2 separate regions of the Mus musculus genome follow, and region 1 is linked to region 2. A link is a contact called in public promoter capture Hi-C data. All regions are on one chromosome and are shown on one strand. Each heading gives the region's core, a stretch centred on a gene start, on an enhancer-like site or on the middle of the called end of the contact. The rest is flanking DNA. Distances are from core to core; before and after follow the strand shown. Region 1 holds the start of C730027H18Rik (RIKEN cDNA C730027H18 gene). Region 2 holds the start of Slc16a9 (solute carrier family 16 (monocarboxylic acid transporters), member 9).

Region 1 (4,867 bases), core at 1,001-3,500, 940 kb before region 2:
CACACAGACACAGATACACACAGAGACATATACATAGATACACATACATAGATACAAACACACAGATACACACGGATACACACACACACAGACACACACACTGACACACAGAGAAAAATAAAAGACTATATATTCACCCATTATTTATTTATGTGGTATTTACTGAGAACTTGATACATCCCATTCTTAAAGCTCACCAAACCCACAGACTAGGAAGGTTTAGCCGGGAGTAAATTTCCATCTGTCAGTGACTCTTTCTGAATATTAACCCACTGACAGCAGGCAATTCTGGACATAGTCTCTGTCATTTCGCCAAACAAAGCTAGTGTATTCCTGCAAGCACTTGGTAACCCAGCCTGGGCCCCCTTCCCTCCCTCCCTCCCTCCCTTCCTCCCTCCCTCCCTCCCTCCTTTTTTCCTTGTATGAAGCTGCTACCTTCCCACCTGGGGAATGACCTCTTACACCAGCTGAATTAACAAGAGAGAGCAAGGCCACGTAGGTGAACACTGGAGTTGGAACAGTTAACAAATTCTCCTTCTGTAGCTGCCCCAAGTTACAAAATCTATATTTTCCAAATGAGAACTCTTCCTGTGTCAAGATTTTATTGAACGCAGTGGAGGTGTGAATACTGGATTATAGCCATCAGCGTATGGGGCAAACAGAAATCTGGCTCTATCCCCAACAGGGGCCAGGGCAAGAGGGAGAAAAAGAAAAAAATGCAAGATGTCATGACTATGCTTGACACGTTCAGATTAAGCAAAGGGAGAGAGGCCAGCTTGTTATCAGAGCAAACAGTGTTATCTGCTAGCCTGCATGGGAACGCCCAATATTAACCCACTAGGACCCCAGAAGATATTTCCTCATAGCTGGGGAATCGAATTCCTCTGGCAGCTGGTTTTCAAGGCAGGAATGTGGGTCTAGCCCCTTGCCTTGTTAGAGTGGAGATTGTGAGGAGTGTATTGTTTGGGGGGTGTCTATGGGACCCCAAAGGGAAGCAACCCACTGCTGGCACTGAGATTCTTTTTATTTGCTGTCTTATGATATTTGGGACCCATACAGGGTAACTATTTAAACTCATCTATATATGAACTGAACATATATACATAAATATATGTGTGTGTATATATATATATATATATATATATATATATATATATATATATATAATGTGTATATATGTCCATATATGTATTGTATATATGTATATATTATAAATGTATAAATGTATGTATGTATGTACATATGTTTGTGTATATATGCATATATGTAGATATGCATATATGTATATATAAATATGTATATAGTGTATATGAGTATATGTATATATGAGTATATGTGTACATGCATATATATGTAAATATGTATATGCACATATAAATATATGTATATATGTTTGTATGCATACATTTATATATGTATGTATACATTTATGTATGCATATATTACATATGTATATATGTGTATATAAGTATATACAAATGTGTATATGTAGACATGTATGTATAAATGCATAATACATATATGTATGTGTATATATGTATATGGAACTGAACAGAAAGTTCTTGAAATGCAGTGAAGATATGCTATCTCTCCCACCCCAAGTTTCCAGGTTATTATTTCAATATGTATACTTATTTATTTATTTTTTAAAATCATGAAAGGCGCACTAGTATCCACCTCTTAGGACTGGTGGAGTGATGAAATAAAGCCATGTGGGAAGAACTTCAGAAATTATAGTCATTGTTATCATTTCTATAGGAATTTCAGCCGATGCTTAACCCGCTGGTCTTATGTTTCTCTGGGGCACTAAAGCTTGAGATTAGGTACCACAAACACAAAAGCAAGTGATGAGTGAGGGAGACAGCTCAGTGGGCAAGCACTAGACACACAAAGGTAGGGGTGCAGAGACACTGTCTATAATCCCAGCCCTGTTATAGGAAACTGGAGACCAAGACAGGAAAATCTCAGAGCCCACAGGCCAGTTAGCCTGGAGAATGAGCACAAAACAGAGGGGCTTGCCTCAAGTGTTAGGGAGGTGAGGACTGATATCCAAGGTCATCCTTTGTTACATTCTATGGTATGCGTACACACACACACACACACACACACACACACACACACACACACACACACACAGAGTCATAAAAATAACAACAGCAAACTGGCCAAATCTGACCTCTGCCTGGCTTTTTATTAATAATTTATCAAAATCTAGTTATTTATTAATGTATTTTTCTAGTGGACGTGTCAGGGCTCAGAGATGTGACAGAGAATACCGGGCCTGAAGGTAAGTTTGCTAAACTTGATTGATACGACTATATTTTAATTTTTCTTTTACAGTAGTTTTGTATATAGCTATAATTCATTACTTCGGTTTCTTTCTATAACTCAAAAATGTACACACGAGACAGGACAACCTGAGACAGTTACAGCGTATCACCCATCATGAGAAGTGTCTTTTTCCAGAGAGAATATGAGAGGTTTCATTGTCTGGCAGCTGGTAACTGATTGGGCACCTCTTGGCGGACTTGCCAAGATGGCTGCTTCTTTAGCAAGATGGCTGATTGTTTGGCTTTTTGTCCCCTTTCTTTTGTGACAGTAACTAACTACTGTCTTTTCACCTCCTCTTTAGGGAGGACTCCCTTCTCCAGGGCTTTCTAGCTCCTAGACTTTCCATGTCCTCTTTCCCATATCCCACCTCTCTCCTCACCTGGTGTAGTGCTCCCAGAAGAAGCTCTGGCAGGCTCTGAGCTTCATCATACCAGGGGGGACCAGGGTGTCACAGAACCAGGAAATGCCAGCAGTCCTCTGTGGCCTTTGAAGTTCAGGCTTGGGAAACAGGGGAGGTTGGCAAATGTTTGCAAATCCCCAGGGAAACCTGGGGAAGCAGTTGGGGAAGAAGTCTGCCTTGTTCTAATTTTAAGTCAGCCTACCACTCTAGCTCATCATTCATTTCCCTCAAGTCTGTTTATAGTTAATTAATAATTAAAATTTATTGTACTTTGTGTGTTTATGTGCGCATGTGGAGGTCAGAGGGCATCCTCCAGTGCCATTCCTAAGGACCTTCCTAAGCTCTTCACTTATTTTTGTTCGATGAGGCACTTAATTAATTAATTTCCAATCTGTGATTAATTAATTTTGGTTTTGTTGAGACAAGGTTTCTCCTTGTAGCCCTGGTTGTCTTGGAACTCAGAGATCTCCCTGCTTCTGCCTCCCAAGTGCTGCATTAAAGGTGACACCACTCTACCTGGCTCAGTGACATCATGTATTTATAATTTATTTAACATTTTACAAGAAAAATAGGTTATATCTATGGCAGTATGGATAAACTCAAAAAGATTGTTTTGCCAAAGACAGGCTCAATGGAGCTGATACAGGAGAAAGACATTTATACAGAATATACAGGCTGACAATATAAATATGGAGAGTGGTGTCCTCCAGAGAGAGTTGACAGGCCATCAGGGAACAGTTAGACATGGTAGAAACACTCCTCTCTGATGTAGATATGTTTGTGTAGATTTATAATGTGTCAAGTCATGTCAAACTCATACTGTATGCTGCTTTCAAAATTGTATCCCGGTTTTTAAAACGCAGACTCAAAGATAGATGTTTCATGAAGTTATGGAAATGGGATGTTTTGGGGACGTTAGTCTTATCCTATGCATTCTGAAGTCTAAAGTGCCTTGTGCCCTCTGCATTAGTGGGACCTGGTTGAGCAGTCAGGAAAGCAGAGGCAGGCAAGGGTCTTTGTAAACTGGAGGCCAGCTTAGTCTAAATGGCAAGTTTCAGTTTTAAAGTAAAAAATGTCAATGTCTTTGAGCGAGTTTGGGCGCTCAATCTTCAAACACTGGAAGCCAATACCCTGCTGGTGATGGGTCCTACACACTTTCATAACAAGTTTCTCTTTATAATACAGGGTTTGGGGGGCTGGGGAGGCAGACCAGGATTCAGTTCCCAGCACCTACACAGTGGCTCTCAACCATCTGTAACTCCAGTACTGGGGTATCTGGCGCCCTCTTCTGGCCTCCATGGGCACTGCATGCACATGACACACACATACATACACACACACACACACACACACACACACACACACACACACACACAGTCCAGCGTCATAGATATTAAATAAAAATAAGCAAATCTAGAAATAAATACATACACACATACACATATACATGGTTGATTTATACTTTTTCCATTTCAAAATTACCTCATGTTTATGTGGCATAAGAATATTCTTCATTTTATGGTTTCTCAGCAAAAGTTGTCTTTCTGTCTACAGCATGCAGGCTTCACCATTGTGTACAGTTTTGCAGTGTGGAGGTGCCCATCTGGCTAAACCACCAAAGTCTAACCTGTCCCCTCTTGTCTTAGGCTGCAGGTGGCTTCAGGGTCACTGCGGGAGTTCCAAAGTTTTGGAGTATGGGACATAGAAAAAGCCTAGCTTTGGGTCTTTTATTTGTTTCTTTTTCTCTTCTTTTTTTTTTAATCCTGTAAAGTTCATTCCTTTCCTATTGCTCTCATACCTAGACCAGTCCTGTAGCTCCCAATGTCTAAAAAGCCCTTGCAACCATGTTGCTTTCTGCTTAGTTTTAAGTGAACACTGGGAGCCTACTCTTTGTTCTGCCATTGTTTTCTTTCTTTCTTTTTTTCTTTCTTTTAATTTTTTTAATTTTTTCTTTCTTTCTTTCTTTCCTTCCTTCCTTCCTTCCTTCCTTCCTTCTTTCTTTCTTTCTTTCTTTCTTTCTTTCTTTCTTTCTTTCTTTCTTTCTTTCTTTTTTCGAGACAGGGTTTCTCTGTGTAGCCCTGGCTGTCCTGGAACTCACTCTGTATGCCTGCCTCTGCCTCCCAAGTGCTGGGATTA
Region 2 (4,427 bases), core at 551-3,050:
ACAGCCAGGACTACGCAGAGAAACCCTGTCTCAAAAAGCAAAACAAAACAAAACAAAAAACAGAAGAAGAAGAAGAAGAAGAAGAAGAAGAAGAAGAAGAAGAAGAGGAGGAGGAGGAGGAGGAGGAGGAGGAGGAGGAGGAGGAGGAGGAGGAGGAGGAGGAGGAGGAAAGAAAGGAAGGGAGGGAGGAAGGAAGGAAGGAAGGGAGGGAGGGAGGGAGGGAGGAAGGAAGGAAGGAAGGAAGGTAGGAAGAAAGGAAGAAAAGAAAAGAAAAGAAAAGAAAAGAAAAGAAAAAAATCCAGTCCAGAGTTCCTAATTTCACTCTTTGCCATCTTACCACGACCCTGAGGAGGAGGAGGAGGAGGAGGAGGAGGAGGAGGAGGAGGAGGAGGAGGAAAGAAAGAAAGAAAGAAAGAAAGAAAGAAAGAAAGAAAGAAAGAAAGAAAGAGAGAGAGAAAAGAAAGAAAAAAAATTTAAAAATCCAGTCCAGAGTTCCTAATGTCACTCTTTGCCATCTTACCACGCCCCTGGCCCTTTCTATAGAACCTTCATTAGAGACGAGTAGGATCCCTGTCTCTCCACTTACCCAAACACAGAAGGATGGGAAGCAAGGAAACCTGCTCTTCGGACATCGGCGGTGCTGAATATACAAGTTATTGCCAGTTGGCAGGTGAAAAGATTTTATTGTCTAATTTCTATTTGCTAGTCGAGGGTGGTTAATGGGTACCGACACTACTCTCTGCGCTCACAAAGTGTTTAACGGAGGCTGTAACCAATCGGCACACCCTTTCTTTCTCCAACCTAGCTCACTCCGTCTGTTGCCTAAGAGTATCTGAGTGGCCTCTGCTCTGCTCTGCTCTGCTCTAGGTGAACATGCCAATCTGGGCAAGTCAAGATGTCTAACTATTACCACTGAGCTGTAGCCCATCAGATGGGCCCAATGAGGCAAGTAAGATATCAACATAAATAATATGTAAATAATATCTGTAGTGTAAACACTGCCTAAACTTTCCGGATCATTTGTGCTGCATAGACCTGACATTCCAAGAACGAAGTAAAATCCCGACCTGATTGATGGTCAAGTTCCATGGCTTGCTGTTTCCCCTGAAGCCTCTGTGCATGGCTAAAACCAAAGAAGGGTTCCCTAGGCGAACCAGAGCTGAGGCATGCGCACCAAAATCCTTCTAAGTTTTGTTCAGGTGGCGGAGGAGCCGCCTGGCCGTTAGGCTCCTACACCCTGTAGCGCAGCCCGGGTGCTGCCCTGCCCGGAACCCAGCAGGATCTGCCCGCAACGTGAGCTGCTGTCCTTGCAGTTTACCAAACCTATGCGCCCCAGCCTGGATTCTCCCCAGCACCTGAGCCCACCTCCTCGGGAGCGGCCTTCTGGGAAGTGAGGACCCACTTGGGTCACACGTAGAAGGTATCCCAGGAGACTCATCTGGTGACATCCGAGCTCTCATCTCCCCCATTCTCCCTGCAAAAGGCAACCCTACGAGTATTTTTGCAGAGGCAGTTACTCTTTCTAGAAGAGGGTGCAGAGTGCTCCGCGGCGCTCTCAGGACGCTTTCAGCCCGGGCAGACCAGAAGCCGGCCGGTAGCTGTGCACCCGCGGGTGACAGCACCGCCTCCTTTCGGTGCAGTTTGCAGGGTGAGGGGACAGCTCCCGCCGGGACCTTCCCAGTTCCTGGGGTTTTTACCTGAGTCCCGGCCTCGGCTGGGGCCGCGGGCGCAGCTCCGGCCGCAGCTGCTGATCCGGGCCCTGCGCTGGGCGAGCAGTCCCGCTGCGCGCAATATACGGCCGCCGCCCTCTGCCCTCGGGACACATGGAGTGCAGCCCGCCCGGCCGGCTCCACCTTCCCCACCCCCACCGCCCACCCCGGGAAGTCACTCCCGGGGTGGTCCCACTCTCAGATCTCCTCTGCAGGGGCACCCTGGCCAGTCTGAACCGGCTGAGACTGCACGCCCGCTGGGGGAAGGAAGAGGAGGCGGAGGAGGAGGAGATGGAGGCGGTGGAAAAGCCGGCGGTAGGGGCGCTGCGTCTACACCCGTAGCTTAAGGCCCGGCTAGGAGTGGGGGGAGGGCCGGACCCGAGTCCCCTTGGTCTCCCGAAGCTCTCCCGCATACCCCCCGCCAAGCACCGTGTGCATTTGCGAGGAGCCTGTGTGGAACTGAATACAAGGGTCGCCTGCTCTCCCTGGCTTCCCTGGGTCGCTGGGAGCCTCCTGGCCAGAGCTGTACTCGTGGGCAGAGATCCCAGAGGAAAGCGAACTAGAAACCTAGAACTTTGTGAAGTTGGTACTCTTTGGCAGTAGGGAGTATAAGATGCCAAGGGCTTTCCTTTGGGACAACTCCGCGGGAAAGGCGGGTGTCCAGGAGGTCGAAGAGGGAGGGAGAAGTTATGTGAAGACCGTCAGGTGTCTTGAAGTAGAACCAGGCTGTCACTAGCTGTGGTGCAAAGCAACTCACGCTGGAGCTACCTACCATGCATGGCTCTCTGCGCTGTCACCGAAGCCCACTGCAGAAAACTTTAGGGTTCCAGGGGCTAACGAATGTGTGGACACCGTTCGCTCCAGGGATATGTCTGCAATGTGGCGTGTGCTCACCCTCTGCCCCATTAACTTTCTGTCTGTTGAATTCTTGAAGAGAACTATGTCTATCTAACAGCGTGAGAATTCCCTTCATACCACGCAAAGCCTGCGTTCTTAGGCGGCAAGGACTACCTCCTGCAAAGTTAAGAGTTGAGCCACCTAGGTCTTTTCAGCTTATTTCCTTATCTATGATATTTTCAGAATCTTGCCTGCATCGTGGAGAGTGGGGGAGGGTTGAGAAGTCAGAAAAGGTACGGAATCTGGCCATGCCCACCACCCTGAGAAGTGGCTTTAGCGCTTCTCTCCAACACCCCCTTTCTATTCAGGTTATGGAGAAGTCCTCTCAAACATATTATTCTTGTCCCCGGAGAGAGCTTACTTGCCACCCCCAGCACCCAAGTATAACTAAGCATGACTGCAGCTGCTGTCAAAACCATAGCACCAAAGAGGTAGAGGCTACCCTTATTAGAAAGCTCCGGGTCTCACTTAGAGACCCTCTCTTCAAAACCAAGGTGGACTGTTGCTGAGAAACACACACACAGACACACACACACACACACACACTCAAAGTGGAAGAAAAATCAGAAAAATACTTAATAGTAACAGTAGCCCACTGTGGTGATTCACACCTATACCCAATTGAAGAGGCAGATCGCTGGGAGTTCAGGTCCATCCTGGGCTACATAATGAATTTTAGGCTAGCCTGGGCTACAGAGACCTCATCTGAAAAGAAACACTACCAATTAAAAACAATAACAAAACAGTGCCCATGGAAGGCAGGTAGTATCCAAACAAACAAAAACCTTATGGGAGGAAAAAGAAAGGAAAAGCTGTCAGCATCCTAAAAATGTGTTTGTGAAGAAGAAAGGGGCTCTGTATCCACTCCCGATGGTGGTCTCATTTAGAACGGATGACTTGTGTTCACTCACGGTATCTACAGCTGCCTGAAAACCTATCTCATCTCCCCCTCTGTGCTTCAGGAACAGGTACTTTGGAAAGCTTTCCTTGATCTGCATAGATTCCAGCTGCCAGAGTACATGCGGATGCCCTCACGTGCAGATCAAACAAGTTACTGTCTGTGAAACTGTTTGGGAAACCCTGCCTATTTGCATCCTCAGCTGTGTGAAATCAGCACAGGCTGTTTGTTCCCTTCTGCTCCCAGTGTCTCTTAACAGTAAGTGGGAGGGGCCTGTCTACTCAGGCCAGTTCATGCCCGTCCATACAGAATGAAGGAGTGTCCTTATGCAACGGCAAGGTTCCTGCTTTACTGTGAAACAGAACCCTGAGGGCTAGACTCAAGCAATGGCAAGGCCTGGCTTGTTCAATGAGTGAGGTGGCTACAAGGTTGCTCTAGCGCTTGGAGGCCAGCTCCAGGAATAAAGGGCATGCCACCTGGATGCCATTCGAAAGTTGCCACCTGCCCCCATCCCTTGAGGTCCTCTGTTTAGCCACTCTGTGGTGGAACAAGCAAGAGAGCCCAGTGATCTAGGCCAGCCCTGCCCTTGTATCTACAAATAGAATTTGACCCAGAGCAGCCCGAGGAGTCCCTCCCCCACCACACTGGGTCTGGAAGCGCAGAGAGACTGGAGGAAAGGAAACTAAAACCATCTCCTCCTCCTCGTGTCCCCAGTGTTTTCAGGGGACATGAAGAGCCAGGGACTGTAGACTCAGCTGGGGCTCTTGGCCCAGAGGTCAATATACTTTTAACCTGTCAGAGGGAGAGAACATGGCAGGCTGGTAATGAAGCTGAATTTAAATGAGCTTGCCCTGGCAAGAAAATAATTTGAAGCAAAGTTTTTGGAGGCATGCTCAAGAGGGCATATAGGCGATGCCCCAAAC

The links. Promoter capture Hi-C pulls out the DNA fragments that hold promoters and counts their contacts.
Region 1: a contact with region 2 is called in a promoter capture Hi-C map of hippocampal neurons, with 3 times the contacts expected there. The contact joins the promoter of C730027H18Rik here to the promoter of Slc16a9 in region 2. A contact is called at or near these places in 4 of 39 promoter capture datasets (hippocampal neurons, liver, pre-B cells and 1 more) and 1 of 9 other capture datasets (liver).

What each region holds. Positions count from the first base shown.
Region 1 is chr10:71,179,423-71,184,289 of GRCm38.p6, reverse strand. C730027H18Rik (RIKEN cDNA C730027H18 gene) reads left to right here and starts at 2,250. Exons shown (of 8, transcript NR_038040.1): 1 at 2,250-2,287. Gm34328 (a long non-coding RNA gene) reads right to left here and starts at 2,933. Exons shown (of 3, transcript XR_380563.3): 1 at 2,711-2,933.
Region 2 is chr10:70,242,649-70,247,075 of GRCm38.p6, reverse strand. It overlaps Slc16a9 (solute carrier family 16 (monocarboxylic acid transporters), member 9), which reads right to left and starts at 1,800. Exons shown (of 6, transcript NM_025807.3): 1 at 1,698-1,800.